3 separate regions of the Mus musculus genome follow, and regions 1 and 2 are each linked to region 3. The links are chromatin contacts, called in public HiChIP or PLAC-seq maps. All regions are on one chromosome and are shown on one strand. The core of a region is the stretch at or near the end of the contact, and the rest is flanking DNA. Distances in the headings are between cores, read along the strand shown. Region 1 overlaps Tiam2 (T cell lymphoma invasion and metastasis 2). Region 2 overlaps Tiam2 (T cell lymphoma invasion and metastasis 2). Region 3 holds the start of Tiam2 (T cell lymphoma invasion and metastasis 2).

Evidence for each region. HiChIP or PLAC-seq counts read pairs in DNA pulled down with a chosen protein or histone mark.
Region 1: a contact with region 3 is called in an HNF4G HiChIP or PLAC-seq map of pancreatic cancer cells. The contact joins the enhancer-like site here to the promoter of Tiam2 in region 3. A contact is called at or near these places in 1 of 39 promoter capture datasets (cranial neural crest), 1 of 15 datasets of contacts at CTCF or cohesin (the NIH/3T3 cell line), 6 of 484 Hi-C or Micro-C datasets (cerebellar granule neurons, cerebral cortex, cortical neurons and 3 more), 11 of 115 datasets of contacts at active chromatin or transcription factors (craniofacial prominence, embryonic fibroblasts, embryonic forebrain and 7 more) and 3 of 9 other capture datasets (adipose tissue, liver and pancreatic islet).
Region 2: a contact with region 3 is called in a FOXA1 HiChIP or PLAC-seq map of pancreatic cancer cells. The contact joins the enhancer-like site here to the promoter of Tiam2 in region 3. A contact is called at or near these places in 12 of 39 promoter capture datasets (the 3T3-L1 cell line, 3T3-L1-derived adipocytes, the HPC-7 cell line and 7 more), 1 of 15 datasets of contacts at CTCF or cohesin (the NIH/3T3 cell line), 27 of 484 Hi-C or Micro-C datasets (the 3T3-L1 cell line, the HL-1 cell line, the MNK3 cell line and 15 more), 13 of 115 datasets of contacts at active chromatin or transcription factors (astrocytes, bone marrow-derived macrophages, craniofacial prominence and 8 more) and 3 of 9 other capture datasets (adipose tissue, liver and pancreatic islet).

The regions. Positions count from the first base shown.
Region 1 is chr17:3,391,322-3,395,230 of GRCm38.p6, reverse strand. All of the region lies in intron 1 of Tiam2 (T cell lymphoma invasion and metastasis 2), which reads right to left. Among named protein-coding and RNA genes, the nearest start is that of Gm52295, 15 kb to the left of the region's middle. Within about 2 kb of position 1,855, at least 1 of the 459 cell types and tissues checked has an H3K27ac peak or open chromatin away from gene starts, as enhancers often do. A contact at or near this core is called in pancreatic cancer cells, where this site is marked.
Region 2 is chr17:3,439,927-3,444,052 of GRCm38.p6, reverse strand. All of the region lies in intron 9 of Tiam2 (T cell lymphoma invasion and metastasis 2), which reads right to left. Among named protein-coding and RNA genes, the nearest start is that of Gm52295, 34 kb to the right of the region's middle. Within about 2 kb of position 1,957, at least 64 of the 459 cell types and tissues checked have an H3K27ac peak or open chromatin away from gene starts, as enhancers often do. A contact at or near this core is called in the HL-1 cell line, the N1E-115 cell line, the NIH/3T3 cell line and 8 more, where this site is marked.
Region 3 is chr17:3,324,586-3,328,355 of GRCm38.p6, reverse strand. It overlaps Tiam2 (T cell lymphoma invasion and metastasis 2), which reads right to left and starts at 1,783. Exons shown (of 27, transcript NM_001122998.1): 1 at 1,630-1,783.

The DNA of each region.
Region 1 (3,909 bases), core at 606-3,105, 67 kb before region 3:
CACACCCCCAAAATAACCACATCCTCTGGCTGAATAAGAAGGTTGCCATGGAAGCCAAGTCACAGAACACAAAACTTGGGAATTCCCCAAAGATGTATTTTTGAAAGGCCCTAGGTAAATACCAAAGGACTAAGAATACTGCCACCTCAATGACCTCCAATTCCCTTAAGCCTAGCAGCATCTCCACTGTTACTTTTTAAAAAAACATGAGCAGGGAGGAGAAGGGGTGGTTCGGTGGACAAAGGGCATACACAGAGGGACCTAAGTTCCATCCCTGGCTCACACATAAAAGCTGGGTGTGACCAGGTCTGCCTGGAACCCAGGGCTGGAATGAGAGGAGATGGGTGGATCTGAGGGTCCACTGGATAGTCAGTCTAGCCAAAATGAGAAACTCCAAATTCCATGAGAGACCTTGTCTCAAAGAGATAGAAAAGATAGCTAGAAGTCAATGTCTGGCCTCCAGACTGTATCTCACAGATACATGCATGTGCATATGCCACATACATACACAAAATTAAAACAAGCAAATAAAAAGTGACCCATGTAACTCTGATACTGGAGAAGACTCCTAGATACACACAGGGAGAAATTCTGCCAGTAGGTAGAAACCCAGAAGCAGCCAAGAGGAGACACCCTATCAGCACAATTTTGCTTGTTTGGAATCACGTGAGCATCCATAGATTGTTCCTGCTTCTAGATTTGAAGGTAATTCTGATCTCACCATACGTTTTGTAAGTAGATCCCATTATGTCAGAACGAGCTATGACAACAAATCCCTGCCAGCTACGGTCTGATGTTTTTTGAGTGGACTTGTGATTATTGTTGAAGTCACTCTAGTAACCTTAGTATGTACCAGGTTGCTGTAGTTTAGAGTGACATAAGAGAGCTTTTCAAGCTTCTTAGACATGGAAGCTTCAATAAAACACTCTCAACTGAGATCTTCATCTCAAAATTCCAAAACTCAGAATATTTTTAAACCAGAAAGCCAGGCTTCATCTTTTTGCAGTTCCATTACAAGCTGGTGTAACGGGGCATATGTGTTAACGGGCATCTAAAATTAAACTCCTTGGCAAAGATCCCTGAGAAACATGTAAATTGCTACTTGGGAAGTGTTCACTTCAGAAGCATATAATACAAAAGCATATAGTTAAAGGCAAATACCATACAAGTGCTAACAATCATAGAATTTAAGTGGCATAGAATGAAATTAAATTTAATTTGAAGGGGTTCTCACTATATAGCTTTTTGGATGTTGTTATACTCAGAAAAAAATTGCAAATTTTCTTAATAAAAGGTGGGAGTAAATGGCATACGTGTTCACACATGTCAGTCCATGAAAAACACTGTTTTACTCAAATGCCTAGTCAAGACTAAACAAAACTTTTCCTCTGATTGTAATCAAGACTATGAATATTCTACATGGTGGGAGCACACATGCTCACAAAGGCGTGTTCATGAGGGTTTCTGCATTTATTGGAGAGGAGATGGAAGGTGTAAAATAATAAAATGATGGAGAAATTCCTCTAGAATAAATTGAAATCTGGTCATGGGAGAGTAGACAGGAAGGACAAAAAGCCAGAAGACAAAGAGGACAGCTATGAAGCCTGGCCATAGCAGTTATAAGTCCTCAGATACTGTGGGGAGCTGCAGGTGCCTACACAGGATCTGTATGAGACTAGGTCCATCAAGAGTCAGCCACAGACAAGAGGATCATGGGAAACAGACTGTTCAGAGGAGCTATTGGCAATGGCAAGTTGCGGAGGGAGAGGAAGTCACTGTGTTCAGTAATGTAGCCACTGCGGATACCCATACTCTAATGGACAGCTCCATAGCCACACCCATCCAGGCTGCCCTCTGACTAACCTCAGAGAGTCACAGAGCAAAAGCAAAGCTGCAATAAAAAGACATCAGAATCGAATCCGGATGTGATAGGAAGAAGAGTGTGGGTGGGGATAAGAGGGGTGCCAGTAAGAAGTGCGACCAGAATATATTATGTGCAAGGGTAACATTGTCAAATAATCATTTATTTTTAAACGTTGAGGACTTGGTGATAAGTGTTTGTTAGCATGCACCAAACATTGGATTTGATATTCAGCCATGAAAAAAGATCAAAATAATTTATACAAACACATATGTACTACTATCACACAAATAACAATAAAAAAAATAAAATGTAAAGATAATGAAAATATCTCAGCTCCCAGGTCAGCAACTCACTTGACTAATATTAATACTCTCTAAACTCTATTTGTTTCTTCATAAAATGGGGTGGGGAAGAGTAACACCCACCACAAATGAGAACAAAACTAAATATACTAAGTAATTTTTTAAAAGGTCAAGAAAAGCTGGATAGTGGTGGCGCACGCCTTTAATCCCAGCACCTGGGAGGCAGAGGCAGGCAAATTTCTGAGTTCGAGGCCAGCCTGGTCTACAGAGTGAGTTCCAGGACAGCCAGGGCTACACAAAGAAACCCTGTCTCAAACAAACAAACAAACAAACAAACAAACAAAACAAAACAAAAAACAAAAAAAAAGTCAAGAAAATCTATAATTTTTTTTCTTTCTTTTTCTTAATTAGGTATTTTCTTCATTTACATTTCAAGTGATATCCCAAAAGTCCTCCAAGCCCCCCCACTCCCCTACCCACCCACTCCCACTTCTTGGCCCTGGCATTCCCCCATACTGAGGCATATGGGGGAGTTTGCAAGACCAAGGGGCCCTCTCTTCCCAATGACGGCCGACTAGGCCATCTTCTGATACATATGCAGTTAGAGACACAAGGTCCGGGGATACTGGTTAATTCATATTGTTGTTCCACCTATAGGGTTGCAGACCCCTTTAGCTCCTTGGGTACTTTCTCTAGCTCCTCCATTGGGGGCCCTGTGTTCCATCCAATAGCTGACTGTGAGCATCCACTTCTGTGTTTGCCAGGCCCCGGCATAGCCTCACTAGAGACAGCTATATCAGGGTCCTTTCAGCAAAATCTTGCTGGTGTATGCAACGGTGTCAGTGTTTGGAGGCTGATTATGGGATGGATCCCTTTGTATGGCAGTTTCTAGATGGTCCATGCTTTCATCTCAGCTCCAAACTTTGTCTCTGTAACTCCTTCCATGGGTGTTTTGTTCCCAATTCTAAGAAGGGGCAAAGTGTCCACACTTTGGTCTTCTTTCTTCTTGAGTTTCATGTGTTTTGCAAATTGTATCTTGTATCGTGGGTATTCTAAGTTTCTGGGCTAATATCCACTTATCAGTGAGTACATATCATGTGAGTTCTTTTGTGATTGGGTTACCTCACTCAAGATGATGCCCTCCAGGTCCATCCATTTGCCTAGGAATTTCATAAATTCATTCTTTTTAATAGCTGAGTAGTACTCCATTGTGTAAATGTAACACATTTTCTGTATCCATTCCTCTGTTGAGGGACATCTGGGTTCTTTCCAGCTTCTGGATATTATAAATAAGGCTGCTATGAACATAGTGGAGCATGTGACCTTCTTACCGGTTGGAACATCTTCAGGATATATGCCCAGGAGAAGTTTGTGGGATTCTCTGGTAGTACTATGTCCAATTTTCTGAGGAACTGCCAGACTGATTTCCAGACTGGTTGTACAAGCTTGCAATCCTACCAACAATGGAGGAGTGTTCTTCTTTCTCCACATCTTTGCCAGCATCTGCTGTCACCTGAATTTTTGATCTTAGCCATTCTGACTGGTGTGAGGTGCAATCTCAGGGTTGTTTTGATTTGCATTTCCCTGATGATTAAGGATGCTGAACATTTTTTCACTATTGCATATGCCAGCAAGATTTTGCTGAAAGGACCCTGATATAGCTGTCTCTTGTGAGGCTATGCTGGGGCCTAGCAAACACAGAAGTGGATGCTCACAGTCAGCTATTGGATGGAACACAGGGCC
Region 2 (4,126 bases), core at 708-3,207, 120 kb before region 3:
CTCAAATCCTGTCTTGCTACCCTTAGGTAGCCTGGTAGGTAACCTATTGTTTCAACACCTCCCTCCCCTTAGAGGTGACCACCACAAATACCAGCTTCACAAGGTCACCCCAGGAGGAATGGCATTGGGGAGACATACTGAAAGCCTTCTTCTTTAGTCAGCTTGGACAGAGTCTGAACACCATTCATGCACGGTTCAGTGACAGACACTGCCCAGAACTGCATGAGAATTATTCCTCGTTCTGAAACCTTGGGGAACCTGGGATGGGGTGCAGTGCTGTCTCCTCACAGCCCAACTCCTGCTGGAACTCTAGCCCCAGCCATAACACGCCACCTTAGCAATTGTAAAAATTGTAAATCAAGCTAGCTTTCCTGATAGGGCAACTTCTACACTAGTACATCATCATCATCATCTACATCTACATCATCATCATCATCATCATCATCATCATCTACATCATCATCATCATCTACATCATCATCATCATCATGGCACTAATGGTCCCAAAACCACACGTCCAATTACTTAGGCTCAGTATGTGTCACACACACACACACACACACACACACACACACACACACACAATGGTAACCCTGTGTGTTCTTGTAGCAGATGCTTTTGGGTCCAATGACTTATAATTACTGCCTGGATCATTGTAGGGACAGGATGTGAGTAGCAAAATCACAGTGTCTGTCAAAAGCAGGGGGTGGGGGGCCCACACCACTGCTGTCGCTGACAAAAGGAGAGTCTATTAGCAAGTGAGATGAGGGGACAGCACAAAAGAAATGATGAGCTCTGGCTTTTCTTGACAGCTCCATATCATCGAGGATGTAGTGTTTATTTCCTTCTTGGGCAGATGCCCAGACACCAGTGGTTAGGAAGGAAAAACGAAGACCTGACTGGCCAGCTATGTATATGGAAAGAGACAAACATGGATACGGTCTATATGCGTGCATGTGCTGTGGAGGGTTCCAGACTAGCATTCTATTTAAACAGCCTGTACACCGTGGTCAACAGTTGGTTATTTTGTTCACATTTTCCATTTGAGAAACCGACATCAGGGCGCCCAACACTCTCCACCCTTAGCCCCCACCCCCAAGTCTGTAGCTAATAAGTAATGAGGCAATCCTTCATTTACTTACTGTCACAGAAAGGCAGGACACCCCAGACAGTTTTATAGGAACAGAGGCCAAGGCCAGGGGCTGCCATGGCTGTTGTGGCTTTCTGGGGCAGCTGCCACCCTAGCTCGGTGGGAGATTTGTTGACACATCTCCACAACAAACACCTCCCTGCCAAACACTGTCTGAGACTCATTATTACTCATCAAGGAGGCTCTGAAAAGCTCCCATTTGGGGCTGGCCAAGGTGTCCTTTAAAAAAATGCTCCAAGAAGGCTGGCTTTCCTCCAGCGCTAACAGACTTCCAATTAGGGTGACTCACTGTGAGACCCTCACAGGATGTACCAATTATAGTGGGGCATTTAAAAGGGGGTTCAGCTCCTCCCTCACAACAGCCTTTCTGTGTAACTCCAACACACATAATGTACTTACTGTATAAAAACAGATGCTTTGTGTGCTACAAATACTCTCCGAGATTATAGCACAAGACAACCAGTGAATGATAATTGTAATTATTCAACCAGCCACGAGCAGAATTTTCAGCCAAAGGGGTATTAAAAATAACAACAACAACAAAAAAGGTCTCTTTTACTTTAAGCTGCAGTTCAATTTGAACCTAGACCTGTGTTCTGTGACAAGGGACAGAAAGATGTAAAGTTGTACCATTAAAGCAACCAACACAAAGATGGAGAGTCTCCTGTATCCCTATGCAGGGTTTCATCTTTAAATCGAGCAAACAGGGGGCTGGAGCGATGTCTTTGCTAGCTTTGGGACTTGAGGATTCAACAGGAGTATGTGGAAACCTGAGCCTGATTTAACCAAGCACTGACCTTCGTCATCAGTGATTATTTTAGCAAAATTTCCTCTCAAAGTCTGCCATGAGTCTTAATAATGCTTTGATGATCTCACTCTTTAAGCTTTTAAAATAAGAACTTTGTTACACGATGTTTAAAGAGATGCAAGCTTAAAACGCTGGGATTTTATCATAGACCAACACTTCCTAGCCATTAAAGGACTACAGCTAATACAAATGATTAACTAACAAACACTGAGTATCATAATGTTGACATGAGCTGTGGGCTTAAAATACACAGGAACACTTACACTGCACAGAGCCAAAGCTTATGAAAAGCTTTTCAAAAAAACATACATACACAGTCACACACACATATTCATGCACATATACACACTCTCACATTCACATGCACACACTCATACATACTCACACACACACTGATACAAACATACACTAACTCGCACACACACATTCACATGCACGCACTCATACATAACCGTACACTCATATAAACACACACTAACTCACAAATACTCTCACACTCACATATACACATACATACTCATATAAACACACATTAACTCACACACACTCTCACACTCACATACACACACCTCATATATACACACTCACATTCACATACACGTGACTTAATAGGACAAGGCAGGACACAGTAAGAATATAGCAAATCTGTGTGACATATCAACCACAGGATTATGTCAAATTCTCCAACAACAGTATGATCTGAAAGGGGTTTTAAATCAGCTCTTCAAGTACACAGAGACCACAGGGCAGGAAACGGACAGCATTCCTTATAAGTAGCATCCTTTATAGAAAAGAAAAATTGGATGCAGCTTTTCTGTCTACCCAGGGCTTAGAACTTTGCCAAAAAGAGCATAAAACAGGAGATTCCTAGTTTAAGCCCCATCACCCCCCACCAACCTGCTCTTGCCACCATGATCCTGGGAGGTTGCAGATTAGAAAAAATATAATTCTATAGACTCTTCAACTCATTCACACTCATCCTATAGGAGGCAGGGCACCTGAGGCCGAGCTGCCATGCAGGAGGAACAACTTTAGCAACAGCAATGGCACACTAAAGAGCCTGTACCCAACTTCACAAGGAGGCAGAACACATAGATGTCTACACTGAGTATTTTATATCACCAGAGAGTACCCCACTCCACCCCAAAGCAACTGTCAGTGTCTAACTCAGGTTGTTTTTTTTTTTTTTAGACTAAATTTCCAACTTATCCAATTATTCCCATTAATGTGTTGGGTAGTTTTGGCAATGATGGAGTAGATTTGTTTATGCTGATCATTAGCAGGCTTTCTTATTTTAATTTTTTTTAAATTTATGTTGGTGTGAGAGAGTGTGTATGTGTCCATGCAGGTGCCCCTGGAGGTCGGGTGAGAGCATCAGGGTCTCCTGGAGCTCAAGTTACAGGCAGTTGTGAGCTGCCCTGTGGATGCTGGGAACTAAAGTCAGGTCCACTGAGGAACAGCAAACTCCAGTAAATGTTGAACCATTCCTTCAGCCCCATTATCAGTGTTTTAAAATTATTTTATTATGCTATATATCTGCAAACTACACATGTGCCTGGTATCCTCTGAGACCAGAAGAGAACATTAAATCCTCCCAGAACTGGAGTTACAGGTGGTTGTTAGCCACCATCTGGTGCTAGGAAATGAACTTGGAGCCTGTTGAACAACAGTAGACATTCCTACCCTCCGAACCCCATCTCTCCAGTCCCACTACTGACCGTTTACCTTCCATGAGTAGCTCGGATGTCTGTTAGAAATAAAATGAAAAAATAAAGTAATCTGGTGGAGGGAGATCTGGAGAAACTGACAAATAACATGAACCACGGCCTTTCGAGAAGGACGGGAGTTTGGAGAAAGCACAAAATGTAACTATAAGCATATCCAAGTAGTGTATCCACTTCTGACCATACTCCTGAGCTCAGAAACAGAAGCAACCCTAGAGACTAGAGAAGACATTGCTCAACCCAACTGAGGGTATCTGGAGAAGCATCTGTGTGAAGGCCTTGAGACCATGGAGGAAGCTGTAACTTGACAGTCACTGACATTCAAAGCAGGGTCAGGAACTGCTGAGAACAGGCAACCTTACACCAAATTGGAGCTCTGGCAAGGTACTAATTTTCAGGTGGTAATGTCGTAAGTTTAAAATCCTCCAAAAATTCTTAGCATTC
Region 3 (3,770 bases), core at 534-3,033:
AATTATTAGGGTGTGTGTGTGTATACGCACGAGTAGGAGGAGGGGGAAGAATAAGAGGAGGAGGAGGAAGAGGAGGAGGAGGAGGAGGAAGAGGAGGAGGTGGAGATGGTAAGAAGGGAATCAGGTCACTTGGAGCTGGAGATACAGACAGTTGTGTGCCTGATGTGGGCTGTGGGAACTGAACCCAGCTCTTAACCACTGGGGCATTTCTCCACTACCACCTGGTCTGCCTGTCCCAACCGGCCCCTTGTTCTGTTCTGTTCTTTTCTCTTTCTTTCTTTCTTTTTTTGTTTTATGTTTTTTGAAACAAGGCCTCACTGTGTAGCCTTGAATAGCCTCAAACTCAGAGATCTGCTGGGATTAAATGTGTGCACAACCATGCCCAGCTAAAACTACAACTTAAAACAGGTGGGGGGGGGGAGGAAGGAGGAGGAGGAGGGGAGGAGAAGAGGGAGGGAAGGAAGGAAGGAAGGAAGGAAGGAAGGAAGGAAGGAAGATAGGAAAAGTAGTTGGAAAGCACATATGCACTCACGGGCTACGCAAACGGAAGAGGAGCAGATGGTACTCTACTCGCAGAGCTTGATCTGTGCCTTTAAGAAACTTGTAAGCCATTTTTAAAAAGCTCTTAAAAACCATTGTTTTCTATCTTGAATTGGAGACGTCAGGTGTTATCTGTTAAACGAGGACCACAGCGACAATAGAGAGAAATAGAGAGCGAGAACTGCCCCAGAAGAGAAGCTTGGACCTTCGCACTCACCGGAGTGTACACTTGTAGCACACCTAGTCTGCCTGGGAATGTCACCTAGCGGCTTCTCTTCCAGCAGCTGCCAGGGAACTGCAGGAAAATTTCCCGGGAATGGAATTATCTTCGCTAACGAGCAGCTTCCCCCACCCATAATATAAAGTTACCCTATTTTTCTTTTTCTTTTTTCTTTTTTAAAGTAAGGAGGGCCATAGAAGCAGCGCGTCCATATTAAGTTTCCGGTCTCAGAGATAAAAACCCCTCAATTTTACTCGCTACACTTTGCTGCTGGAAGAATGGGCCCTTTTCTTCCTGAACTGTTTGTGGTAAATACGATCCATCAGGGACACAATGTTGTCGGCTTTCACTGAAACTTGGCACCGCAGCCGGCGGGGAGTCGCGCGGGTCTAGGTGGTCGCAGGACGAGCGATCCTCGCCCCTCTTCCCAACCCCAATGGCCAAGCCAGGGATGCTCACATTCTCCCTGCTGCGCCCTTCTCCCCTGGACGCAAGGAAATGGGCACTGATGGGAATGGACGGCGCCGCCACCTCGCAACCTGGATGGCACAGCTGAACCTAATTGTACCCGCGCCACGCGTGGGGCAGGGCAAGACCTCACTTCGGAGTTTTCTGGAAAAGGATCCTGCCTTGAGCCAAGCTGGACAAGAGAGAATGCGAAACCGCTGAAGACTGCCACCCTCCTGGACGCAGCAAAGTGACCCCGCCGCGCCCCTGATTGCCTCCACAGCGGGCGGAGAGGACGGACGAGGCTGGCCCACTGGTGGAGGCTGGGACTGTGCTGTGCAGCACCCCACTGCAGGATCCCGGGAGCCTATGCGAGACGACCCAGACGCCCTCCCTCGCGTCCCTCCCTTCGGCGCCCTTACCTCGGTCCAAGTTTCAACACAGAGGACCGGTCGAGCCCGGCTCTGCGCCCCTGAGCGAGGCCCCGTGGGGACTCAGGGCACACTCCGCGAAGTTTTCTCCGTCACTTTGTTCTCCACTCGCTGAGCCGGGAAGGTCAAGGCTTCTCTAGCTCCGCACTGCCGAAGTGAGGCCAGATCGGCGGCCACACCTTCCTACGCTCCGCTCGCCCCGCCCCCGCCCGGACACTCCCTTGACACGCCCCGACACGCCCCTCAGAGTCACACACACACACACACACACACACACACACACACACACACACACCCGCCTCGCAAACCACGCCACGCCTCCCGGCCGGGACCCCCTTCTCCTGCTGGACTGACTCCACCGACACATTACATCCCCAGTAACCAAAACAGCTCTCAGATGGAATCTGCGAGCCAGCCAGTCGCTGTGGCCCAGACCACAAACTACAAAGCGCGCGCGATCCTGGCCCTTCCAGTGTGTGCTGCAAAGAAGTTTCCTCGGGTCCCACCCAGAGCAGCTCAGAAGCACAGGACTCCGTGTTAGAAGAGGCCACCCATCATCCTCCCCTTGGAGAGAGGCTGGGTGTGATAGCTGAAAGGCAGATGACAGGGTTGAGTTGGGTTTGGGATTTGTGAGGGCCTATTAGGCAAACCTGAGGGAGCCAGTGAGCCCACGTGAGGGGAGTGTGCTCCGCATGCTGGGACCACCATTCTCTCCTGTGACCTGAAGACTCCTCATCCGAGAGGTGAGAGAAGGGACAGGAATGTGGCCAATTTTCCTTGGGGAGAAGTCTACCTACTTTTTATGGCACCACAGACAAAACGAAGTAGGATTCCATCAAAATCCAACTTGGGGAACCAAGGAGTATAAATTATTGGACTTACTCACAGAGCAGGAGTGAATGTGGGTGACCTCCAAATCGGCCCCACCCCAGAATGGACTACTCATAACTGCATATTTAGAATCCCCCTCAGTTAACCTCTCATACGCTGTAGAATATGGGACCTCCCAAGACCGAGGCCGCTCTCAATTCCAGCTGGCTGGAGGGTGCAGGAGGGAATATCAAGGGAGGGGTCAAAGACCCTCTCCACCCAGTCCTTCTGTGAGGGAACACCAACGTTCAACAGGATTGATCTTGGGGGTCACCGCAGCTCTGAGGTCTACAGCGGTTTGTTACTATGGTTCCCCAAGATACAGGCATCAATGCAAGACTAGCTGTAGAGGGTCATCTTCATAGCACACGAATATGGAATTAAATGGGCAGGGTGCGTGTGTGTGTGTGTGTGTGTGTGTGTGTGTGTGTGTGTGCGCGTGCGTGTGTATGTGTGTGTGTGTGCGCGCGTGTGTGCACGTGTGTGTGCGCGTGTGTGTGCATGTGTGTGTGCACGTGTGTGTGTGTGTGTGTGCACGTGTGTGTGTACGTGTGTGCGTGTGCGTGTGTGTGCGCACGTGTGTGTGTGTGTGTGTTGCTCAGTAGTTAAGAACACTTGTGTTTGTAGGCAGCCGAGTTTCTATTCCCAGCACCCAGATAGCAGGTCACAACCATTTATAACCCCGGATCGAGGGGATCCAACTCCCTCCTCTGATCTCAGATGGCACTGGCATGGATAAAGGCAAAACACTCATATGCAGAAAAATAATTTTTTAAAAAATCTAAGCATGAAGGGAGCTGAGGAGAGAGCCAGATGACCCTCCATATGAAGGAGAGGAAAGTAGCCAACCTAACCTGAGATCTACAATCATGAGTTTTGTGACCTCACCATGTCTATATACATGTATATGCAATATACACTAAATAAATATATAAACACATTTTTTTTTCTGATTATAAAAGAAATGTGTGAGGCTGAAGACATGGCTCAGCCATTAAGAGCACTAACTGCTCTTCCAGAGGTCCTGAGTTCAATTCCCAGCAACCACATGGTGGCTCACAGCCATCTGTAATGAGATCTGATGCCCTCTTCTGGTGTGTCTGAAGACAGTGACAGTGTACTCATATAGATAAAGTAAATAAATAAATATTTTTTAAAGTAATGTGTTTGTACAACAGTACCTAGTGTTAGTATTCTAAGATTCGCCCCACAATTATCTGGCAACAGCCAGGTATGCCTGCTTTACTATAAAAGGGGCTGTT